Linked DNA regions of Sus scrofa: regions 1 and 2 are each linked to region 3. Evidence: chromatin contacts called from public HiChIP or PLAC-seq data. All regions are on one chromosome and are shown on one strand. Each heading gives the region's core, a stretch centred on a gene start, on an enhancer-like site or on the middle of the called end of the contact. The rest is flanking DNA. Distances are from core to core; before and after follow the strand shown.

What was found. HiChIP or PLAC-seq counts read pairs in DNA pulled down with a chosen protein or histone mark.
Region 1: an H3K27ac HiChIP or PLAC-seq map of alveolar macrophages shows a contact between it and region 3. The contact joins two enhancer-like sites. A contact is called at or near these places in 1 of 47 Hi-C or Micro-C datasets (fibroblasts) and 1 of 2 datasets of contacts at active chromatin or transcription factors (alveolar macrophages).
Region 2: an H3K27ac HiChIP or PLAC-seq map of alveolar macrophages shows a contact between it and region 3. The contact joins two enhancer-like sites. A contact is called at or near these places in 1 of 47 Hi-C or Micro-C datasets (embryonic fibroblasts) and 1 of 2 datasets of contacts at active chromatin or transcription factors (alveolar macrophages).

What each region holds. Positions count from the first base shown.
Region 1 is chr11:15,185,460-15,188,840 of Sscrofa11.1, reverse strand. No RefSeq gene overlaps it. Among named protein-coding and RNA genes, the nearest start is that of FOXO1, 220 kb to the left of the region's middle. Within about 2 kb of position 1,895, at least 41 of the 83 cell types and tissues checked have an H3K27ac peak or open chromatin away from gene starts, as enhancers often do. A contact at or near this core is called in alveolar macrophages, where this site is marked.
Region 2 is chr11:14,935,663-14,939,002 of Sscrofa11.1, reverse strand. All of the region lies in intron 2 of LOC102159588 (a long non-coding RNA gene), which reads left to right. Among named protein-coding and RNA genes, the nearest start is that of COG6, 360 kb to the right of the region's middle. Within about 2 kb of position 1,797, at least 11 of the 83 cell types and tissues checked have an H3K27ac peak or open chromatin away from gene starts, as enhancers often do. A contact at or near this core is called in alveolar macrophages, where this site is marked.
Region 3 is chr11:14,678,988-14,682,557 of Sscrofa11.1, reverse strand. All of the region lies in intron 17 of COG6 (conserved oligomeric Golgi complex subunit 6), which reads right to left. Among named protein-coding and RNA genes, the nearest start is that of COG6, 100 kb to the right of the region's middle. Within about 2 kb of position 1,722, at least 12 of the 83 cell types and tissues checked have an H3K27ac peak or open chromatin away from gene starts, as enhancers often do. A contact at or near this core is called in alveolar macrophages, where this site is marked.

The sequences.
Region 1 (3,381 bases), core at 646-3,145, 510 kb before region 3:
AAGCAAGTCCTGTATCTACCCTGATGCATCCAGGCCCCACCCCTTTGAGAGATGTGGGCCTTTGGGGTTCTCAGTCTCTGACCCTGAATTTCTGCCTCTTCTTCATCTTTCTCTGGTTCCTCAGGCAAGAAGCATCAGACCTGTCCTTCTTTCTGGAGGGGACCTCCCTCAGGTGGGACTCCCTGAGCTGGCTGTTTGCCAGCCCTGTTGCTCGAAATGTTAAAGAAGTGTAGATAAAGGGATTTCGCCCCCCCCCCCCCCCCCCGCCTTTGACAACGCCTTTGCGTGGATTTGAAAATCCTGTTATGGCTGTGAGGAGTTGAACTTGCATCTTTCTTTTTCCTGGCATCCTTCCTCCTACATCCTAATAGTCCCTGCAGTGCTCGCCCCATGTCCCACCCCCCACTAGGACGAAAGTCATTTACAGAAAAATGCCAAAAGAGCACAGTGATAGATTCCAAAAGACTACGCCTCTCACATAATTGAACTTTACTAACTTGAAGCGGTTTCCCTAAGTTTTCCGAGGCCACGTTGTCTGTGCCCACGACCTGTCTCCAGGGAATGGCAGCGACCGGGGCTCCTCTGCCGGGTGCTGGGTGGGCGCCAGGCCCATCCCTTCCCTGGTGGTTTGGTTGAAGAGCTTTCGGAAACTCTCAGGAGAAAACTGTTAAACTCATCGGAAACAGGTTGTCCTGGGCATGGGGCAAAGCGGGAGGTGTGGAAACGGGCCACCATGCGGTCAGATAGAGGCTTCGGAAAGTTCAAAGGAGAAAGGAGCCATGGATAAAAACGCTGTAAGGAAGACCTCGGGGCAGTGTGGGGACACTGGGCAGGAAGAGAAGGACCCCAGACTCCTGTTGCAATGAGGTCAGTGCCTGCTTTTAGCGCCGGACGGGCTCGTGGAAGTACTTTGGATGGTGGCGAGATGCAGGAGCTGCGGCTGCGGTCCAGGCGCGGCCCCTCAGGGCTTGTGGGGTTCAATTCCAAGACTTCGCTTATCAGCACAGTAGGAGCGTTCCTGTAATACCCTCTGTGCAGTGTGTCACGGGCCTCCTGGTACATCAAAGGGCTGGGTAACATCCCAGGTGTGGACAAATGAGGCATGAGAGGCACAGTTGTCCCCAAGGCAGAGACGTCATGATTCAAAGTTTCCCAACACCCCTTCCCAGGAGCCTGGGCCGCTTGCCTCGTCCGAGGGTTCAGTGGGCTGCTCACCCCTTATCAGGAGCCGGGATTTCTGGGGACAAGTAGAGGTTGCTGTGTGGTGGCCCCTGGTGAGCTTGGGGTGGGAGGGACCTACGACTGCTTTTACTCAGCAGTAGGCATTTCAAATGTTTGAGCAGCATGTACAGGATGGCAGCTGTAAAACATTGCTGTGTTCACACTAGTGCTTGAGACACGTGAAGAGAAGCGAATATATTACCGCTGGAATATTTCTATATTAAGGAGAACCTTGCAATTACCCCACAGAGCCTTCTGGAAGAAATTAGGATCATTTTTAAGAGGCCTGTGTAAGCACAATGGGGCATTCATTCCTTTTATTTCATTCTTTACACATTTACAATTGGAAAATTGTATTATTCTGGAATTATTAAGTAGTTTGGGGGGAAGGATTATTTATTTTTAAATTTATTTTTGAAAGCTCTTTTCCTTATTTCTTTTCATGTTAAAAAATATATTCTCTCAGAAGCCAGTTTTTTTTTTTTTTTTTTCTTTCTTTCTTTCAGCTGTGTGTGTGTGTGTGTTTAAAAAAACCTTGGCCTGAGCCTGAGAGGCTGACCTTTAACTTCAGAGGAGGAGGAAGTGCGGTGAGGGGCAGCTGGGGAGGCCGAGGCGGGGGCAGGATGAGTCAGAGGCTTTGCAAGGCCCTCCTCTCTCCTCTCAGGCGTGAGCCGGACCGGTCCATCCGATGCTGTACCGGAAAAAGAGATCCTGTAGCCGAGACCGCTGTGGTGGTGACAGTGTCCGTGGTTCCTCTTTTGAAGCCTCACGGCTCCCGGAGCTGTGGGAGCACCAGCCGGCGTGCGCTCTCCTCCGGAGGATGCGGGGGAGCGGCTGTGACTGCGAAGAACCACGGGCCTTAGGAGCCGCCCAGGGAGGCCCGGAGGCCGATGAATGGACAGCATTTCAGGGTGGGCTCTGGGTTCCCAGTGACCTGGAACCCTGACTTCGGTTTTTGGCAGCTGCCTCTCCAGAAGAAGTGGGGGCGACTGCACCTATGGTCCCAGAACTGTGGGGTCCCGTGCGCGCGGAGCCTGGCCGCCGTGCACAGGCAGCCCGTGGTCACCCCTCTACCAGTGGGAGGGGCCCTTGCCTGCCCCCTCCTCCCGAAAGCTTTCCTACCCGGCTCGCGCGAGCTGGCGGCCTCTCAGCTCACGTTCCCACCATCTCTTGTTCTTGACGGCATCGCAGTGGTTTGGGGAACGGGCTCATCCTCTCCAGCAAGGGCAAGCGAGCCAACGAGCAGTGACCGTGTAGAAGCGGGTGGGGCGGCCGCGGGGGAGAGGGAGAAACGGCCTTGGATTTGGACTGACTGCTTCTCTTGAACTCCCCAGACAGCACTGGCCTTGGGCCCTCTGTCCCTCTCCCACTAGGTCCTCAGTCAGTCGTTCCCTACATCTGGCCAAGGAAGGTAGCTGCTGTTTCTTGGGGTTCTGCTTTTAGTTCGCTTCTCACATCTCCATGTTTTTTCTTAGCAATTCCATCTCATCCCAGAGCATGTGATTCCATATTTTAATAAGCTTCGCAGGTGTGCTAATTCCCAAGCAGTTTTGAGAATCTCTGGATGTCTTCATCCCTCTGGGTCTCAGTTTCCCCATCTGTCAAATGGGGATGATAATGGTACTTGCCTCATTGGACTGTTTTCAGGATTAAGTGGGCTCATAGATGTAAAGCACTTAGCACAGCGCCTCGCTCGTAGTCAGATTTACATACATATCTGCTGTTGTTAAGTTGTGGCCTAATGAGAAACAGAACATTGAGGCCTTTTACAGAAACACAGTTGTTCCTCCGAATCTGGTCTCCCTCTTCCAGAATCCCCACATGGCCACCCAGGCTCTCTTGCCACTCGGCGTGCCTGTGTAACTAGGTTCTGGGAAATGAGGACTAAATGGAAATGTCCTGAGGAGGTGTCTGGGAACTTCCTACAAGCCAGCTTTGTCTTTTCTTCTTTCTGCCATTCTGCTGCCTGGATCTTGAGGCGATGGCTGCCACCTTCAATCAGGGGCATGAGGAGCATCTGTCGACCTTGTCAGGATGCCGAGCTGGAAGTGCCCGAGCGGATTAAAAACCTCACGTAGCACGGTCTCCTTAGGCCCTGGACCACTCACCTCTGGAGTTTTCAGAAGGGAGTAAACTGTCTTTTGGGAGTTCCCATCGTGG
Region 2 (3,340 bases), core at 548-3,047, 260 kb before region 3:
TTTTATAACAAAAATTGCATATGATGGGTGAATTAATGAAGAAGAATGAGTTACATCTGCTGTTATTAGTTATAAAGAATTGTCTCCTAAAACCATCCAGTAATCATATGTCCCTTAAGGAAAAAAGAAAAAGTTCAAGTCTGCCACACACAGCTGTTTGGAGACACTGTGTGATTTGCTCGCCCTTCAGTGGATGCTAAGCGCATATGAGACCTGCCCTTACGCGGTAAGGAGAAAAGAAATGCCTCACTTAAGCTAGATGGATGCATTTGCTCAATGATGTTTCATTTCGAAAGCTAGGCTCTTGTGATATATTGCACATTCCAAAAGGAAAAAAATAACTTTGGAATATACACCTGAAAACTCAGCCTTAGGCCCTAATATGGTCTTTGATAAGTAAATATTCATTGGGAATGCAACCCTCAAAGTACAGAGAACAAATGGTCCTGGGTTCATTGAGCCGTCCAAGTCCCAAATACTATGGTAGAGACACAAAGGTAGAATTATCAACAGGTCTTAACTTTCCTGGCTTCAAGAGTGTATCAGAGTTTAGGGAGTGGTGATGTATGATAATCTCATTTTCCCAAATTAAAGATTAGGGGCCATGGTAACCTGTGTGGTCTTACAAACCTGAGAGTGGGATTATTCTTAAAGTCCCGGGATGCATGCATGCTCCTCTTTCCGCGTGAATTCCGGACTGTAGCCAGGCTGATCTCGTCGTCCCTAACCTTGGCCCCACATCTTCCTGCTGCCTCTCTTGAGCTCATGCAGTGTCCCTTTCTTGGAATACCCTCCTTTCTATTGTTCTAACTATTGAAGCCTAACCTTTATCCAAGACCCAGTTAATATTCTACTTCTTTGTGAAGTCAACCTAAACCATCTCAGCCCACAATAAACTTTAGAATACCTCTAGCCCTTATTGTTTACACTCTTACTTGGCATTTAACAGATGCCAAGGCGGCATTGCAGACCTACTTACGTAGTACGGATCCCATTTCCCCAATTACACTACGGCGGGGAGTGATCATACCACATGCATCCTTGCGTTCACTAGACTGGTTATGGGATCAGATCCATGTAGGCTCTCCTTAAATTTAAGATGTTAATGAGAATGTGGATATTGTCTTTACTCTTTTTTTTTTTTTGGCGGTGGGGGGGTGCGGTGGTGGTCAGATTGTCTCCGCTTTTAGCCCATTCCGTGATGTGTATGAGAAATCTGCCCTTACGTGGTGGAGGGGAAAAGAAATGGTGTAGGCTCTGAATCCTGCTTATGTCTTTGACATTGAAAATTGCAGTGATGACTGTTGTCAAAGTTATCTCTTGGGATAACATCTCTTTAAAACCAGGTGTCTCAAATTCAAATGCTTTCTGAGGGTCAGTCAAGTAACCTAGTAGGACTGTGCCCACCCAGCTCCATTTTCTTGCCCCGAGGGAACACAGGGCACTAAGCCACGCCTGTCCATCAGAGCTGAGTGTGTTCAAGCCCCAGCGTGTGCCCAGCTCTAACTCCATTCACAATCCATGGTCTTTGAACTCACTGCTGGGCAGCTTGATCTCTTGTTAGAGCCCTCTTGCCACCCTGCCTTAATGCAAATGCCTGTCTGGACCCAAATGCAAAGACCCGTCTCCAGGTCTACCCTGACCGAGGGTGACCTCTTTGCACAGAGCCCAGTTGATTCTCAGTTATCGATAAAGTCTCTCTGAGGCAAGGCTTTTTGTTGACTTCCACCTCTACCCCGAGTTTGGGAGCCAAAGGTGCTCATCAAACCCCAACTCTCTGCTGCCCTCCACAGGCCATTGACCTCATTGCCTTTGCCATTTCGTCTGGTTAACTCTGGCTCCCAGGCGATACAAAGGTCTTATAGCCTGAGATGGATCATGTATTTTTGTGCCCAGTGCTTTTGTGTGTGTGGTCATTCATTTCTGTTCAGCTTGTGTGTGGATAGGTTCTTTCTTCTTGACTTACTTGCAGTTCTTATAGGTACATTCTGGGTTTTCTTCCTTCCACACCCACCATCTTTTCTCCCCCTTCTACTTAAAATAGCAGCACCATGAAATACAAGTCAGTTATTTTGGTAAAGATAGTATGGTTTAACTGAAAGCTTGTGATTTTTGGAGTAAGAAAGATCTGAGTTTTAATCCGGACTCTACCAATGACTGGCTCTATGAACTTGGGCAATATTTTTCTGTTTTGTTCCTCTCTAAAGAGGGCATTATGTAATAATATGCAAGCAAAACTGACTCATAGATAATGCTTAATCCTGGGTTTTCCCCCTCTTCTTCGTGAAGTCTTTTCACTTTGAGTAAGGTCGCCAGTCTTGCTATAGAAATTAGCAGTCACTGTGTGGGAGACGTTTATCATCTCCTTCCCCCACCCTCCCCCGTCTTTGTTGTCTTCAGACTATGGCCTCTTAGGTTCAGGAGAGAGAATACACATTGGGCAGATGTTTCATCAGCAAGCCCAGCACTTTCTCCGAGCACCGACTGATGGATCTTACTTGACCTGCCAGCTCAGGAACCATCCTTTGACTGTGAGCCTTAACCCTCATGAAATGTTACATGAAAACTAGACAGACTGCTCTGTCCTGCTGAACAAAACTGGGTCTGGAGGAGCTCCCTGGAAGGCTAGGGGCTAGTTTTTCAGCATAAGAGCCACATGTGATTCTATTAGTGACCTCAGTCCAGGGCAGGACCTTATCCCCCTGACCAGCTGTTGAATTTTCACTGCCTCAGAAATTTTATGGACCTTATCATGCAATCATCAGAAGAGCCTTGTGTGTTAGGCTCTTGTTCCCATTTTATAGATGAGGCAACCGAGGCTTGGAGAAATGGAAGTTACTTTCTGAAGGTTATATAGCTAGCCAAGGTCAAAGCTGGGATTTGAACCAAGGTCTGACCAGACACAAAGTATTGTGTTCCACTATGTCTAAAAACCAGGGATTCTGAGAGCCAGCCCGCGGGGAGGGGTAGCCTGGAGGGGTACCCCTGCACGGGTATCTTCACGGGGCTCTTCACAGAGTCCCGGTGTTCCCACCTCATCGCTCGCTGGGGGCTCTTAAGGGGTAAGTGGAAGGCCATTTTTAACTATAATCCTGTACGATACGAATGTCACATCAGAGCCTTTGTCTGTTGCTGATCCAGTGTTGATTGATAGGTTACATTTTTAAAAATTGCATCAGTAATTCATGCTTTATTACTCCTGAATTAGCGTAATGGTTCAAATCATCTTGTTGTAATTCAGCATAATTATCTATAATTAAAAATAAATTCCTGTAGGGTGAGAATACGAATTCCTCTCCAAATCTCTTTATTTCAACTGTGCCTATCAGCCGTTACCCCG
Region 3 (3,570 bases), core at 473-2,972:
TCAACATTCAAAGACAATGTTGCTGATGGTGCAATTTCCTGCTCTGAATGTTCCACATTCCTGAGCCCTCCCAGTGAGGGTTAAGAGAAAGATGCATACAGAACCACGGACTGAGCACCAGGCGCTGGGGGACCTGTGAGGATGGAGAGGGCAACTAGGCACTCTGCTTACAGCTGCTTATTGTAGAGTGGTGACAGCTGTCACACAGGGAAAGCTTTAAGCATGGCACTTTGAGAAATTCCCACTCCATAATATCTTTTTTCAACACCTCTGTCCTGAGTGCCTGAAATTCCACAAAGAAGCACTGCTGTATACCAACTCCACTCATTAAATAAAATTATAAATATATGTATATAGATGGATAGATAATACTAAATAAAAGAGTGAATTATTTTAAAAGGGCAGAAGTATAGAAGTCAGTGTCAGATATCTGTTCTAAACCTAAGTCTCTTAATAATTCTGCGCCACCAGGCAAGTTTACTTAATCTACAGCTTGTTTCCTCACCTGTAAATTGAGGCTACTGATTCTCATTTCATGGGGTTTTTGTGAGAATTAAACACACACACATACTCCATCTGATACTGAATCCAGTTAAATGCTAAAGCATCCAGTTAAATGTTTCACTAACATCAGTTTCCTCCTACTCTTTCCTACCTAATTAACCCCATCTTCTTGGCAGGCAATGCAAAAGCACTTTGCTATAACCAAACCTGACCCCCCGGAGCTGGCCCTTTGTGTAGTGACCACCATGTCCTTTTGTTCATTCCACTCCCCTGACCTTTGACCCAGTCTACTCACTACAGTTCACAGCGTGGTGAGCCAATCTCACAGTGAAAAGAGACATTTCCTACCTTTGGGAAAAAAAAAAAAAGAATGGGCAGAGAACCAGCAGACTTGTGGTGCCTTCCATTTCCCATCAGTAAATTTCCCAAAATACTTTCCAGTAAGCAGTCTCTAGGGGCTCATAATGTGATTAATAATATTAAGTGTCTTAGTCACTTTTAGCTTTTCAGATGAAATAGTGTCTTTAGAAGGTCCCGTCGGTGAATTATGAATGCGAGGCTGTGAGATCTGTCTTCCTTTTCACAGGTAGGCTAGACGCTCAAAGGGGTGACAGGCATCAGCTGGTTATTCAACGAGAAAACGTTCTGCTTGAATCCAGCAAAGAACGAGCCATGCTGCTGTGGGTAAAATCGAGCAACATCTCCAGAATCTGCAGACCTCAATCAGAAGGGCCAAAGCAAGCGGCCACCACAGAGTGGCTCTTCCTGGGGATGCTTTAAAGCACGAGTCTCAGCTTCATGTTTGAAATTCCGCTGCTGTAAAGCTGAATTTCACGAGTGCAAGCTGGAAAGCTGAATTTCACGAGTGCAAGCTGGAGTATGATTTTCTCTCTGCAAAACCTGTTTCAACACCACTCACCCCATGTGGGGTGGTCACTTACTAGCGAAGTGACTCCTAAATTGTCTGGTCCTAACAACTGCGCCTCTGGCCTCTACTCCACCCACTGCGGCCAGGGCCACACGCCCCTTTTCAGGCTTCCACTATCCTTCACTCCGAGTCGAATGAATCAGAACAGGCAGAGCCAGGGTTCCGGCTGCCCCCTTTATCTGCCTCCACATTTCTTCCTCTGCCTATTCCTGCCACTGCAGAGGTCTGCACCCGCTTCCTGGAATCTTGGAGGGGACAACTTCTCCCTTTAGCACAGCTTCTGAGCCCAGTTGTTTGGGGGAACTGACTTCCTCCTCTCTTCTCACTTCCTTTGCTCAGCTGCTTGCCCTCCCCCCACCGTGAGGGGTCTCTCCTCCAGGCTCTGGGCTTTCGATGCTCCTCTGCTTCCTGCTGTCACAGGGTTTCCTGGAGCCTGGGGTGTACGCAGAAAGGAGGCCCTGCTGGGCTCCCTCCTGACCGCACCTCATAGGGATCACCCCCTCTGTACAGTGCATCGTATTTACATCCCAGGGTATGGAGGTGGCCCCGGGTTTGATGTACCATTTCCCTCATTCCCCAAAGCTGAGCAAAGCGGTAAATCCTTCATCCTCTGAGTACTCTAGCCTCTACCCATTTCCTGCTTTGACTTGAGGTGGTCTTTCTACTTCAATCCCTAAGTGGATAGATTAGTTCAAATTAAGGATGAGCTAATAGCTAGAAAAATGTTGCATGAGGCAGATTCTGCCAGTTGAAATCTCTTCTCAGTACCCTAAATATTTATTACAAAAATCATTTGAAAAGGATTGGTAGCTCTACTTGAATTAGGGTAAGTTCTTTAATCCTTTTTGATTCTGACAGAGATATTTAAGTAGACACTCATCAATTTAAAATGTGTATGATATATATGAAAAAAAAAACTCCTTAGTAGTCACTAGAAAATGATCATAGAGATAAGTCCACTTTAAATCTGGAAAAGTAACACTGACTAGTGAAGACCCATAATAAAATACTATATTCTCACATGCTCCTAACACCAGGAAATCCAGTCCCATTACTTCCTGACACCCTGCCTCCTGTCCGTCTCCCTACCAGATACCATGATACAGCCCCAAAGTCCCAGATGTTACTTCTAGAATCTGAAAGCAGTTCCTAGCTTTCCAGACTTCCCACAGGAGCAGGGACTCAGATGCATCCCTCAAGGTCACCTTCAGTGCTACTGGAACACAACCACGATTCCACCAAGCAGTCCAAAGACATCCTCGGTTGGCCGTGCAGCGGCCATGAAGCTGAAGCATATTGCAGTTGGCCAGGACCAAAGCTGAGGGCCTGAAACTGGGCCTTCACTCCAGTTCCTACCCAACCCATGGCAGTTCCTCTATCTTGGCTCCAAAGCAACACTCCTCCTTCAACAGCCAGCTCAGGGTAGGAACCAGCTCCAAAGTTTCTCTCTTTTTACCCTCCTGGGGAGTTTATTTGGGAGGACAGTGCTGCATCTGAGCCAGTCTTTGCAGGTGAGGTCAGGTGCGCTGTACTCTGACCTAAGCAGACTGGTGCTTACAGGTATCTGCTAAGAGTTCCATGAATATAAGTAAGCTCCCAGTCCACCATGAAGGTAATGTCAACTTGTCCAGGCACAGCCTTCTCATTACCCCTTCTTTTTTTTTTTCTGTCTTTTTGCTATTTCTTGGGCCGCTCCCGCGGCATATGGAGTTTCCCAGGCTAGGGGTCTAATCGGAGCTGTAGCTGCCAGCCTACGCCAGAGCCACAGCAACGCAGGATCCGAGCCATGTCTGCAACCTACACCACAGCTCACGGCAACGCCGGATCGTTAACCCACTGAGCAAGGGCAGGGACCGAACCCGCAACCTCATGGTTCCTAGTCGGATTCGTTAACCACTGCGCCACGACGGGAACTCCTCATTACCCCTTCTTGACGCTAGACATTCCAGCTGGAATGGACCAGATTGTGCCAGCCCTAAATTGAGCCACACGGCAACCACCTTGCATCTCTGTCTACTACACTTTCAGTCCCCAGGTTCCATGCTGTTTGGGTACACTGCCAGCTCAGTTTCCCTTTTCTCTAGGCTTGGATGAAAAATTATCTCACCTGGCTTGGGGTTACTTTTATTTCTGAAGAT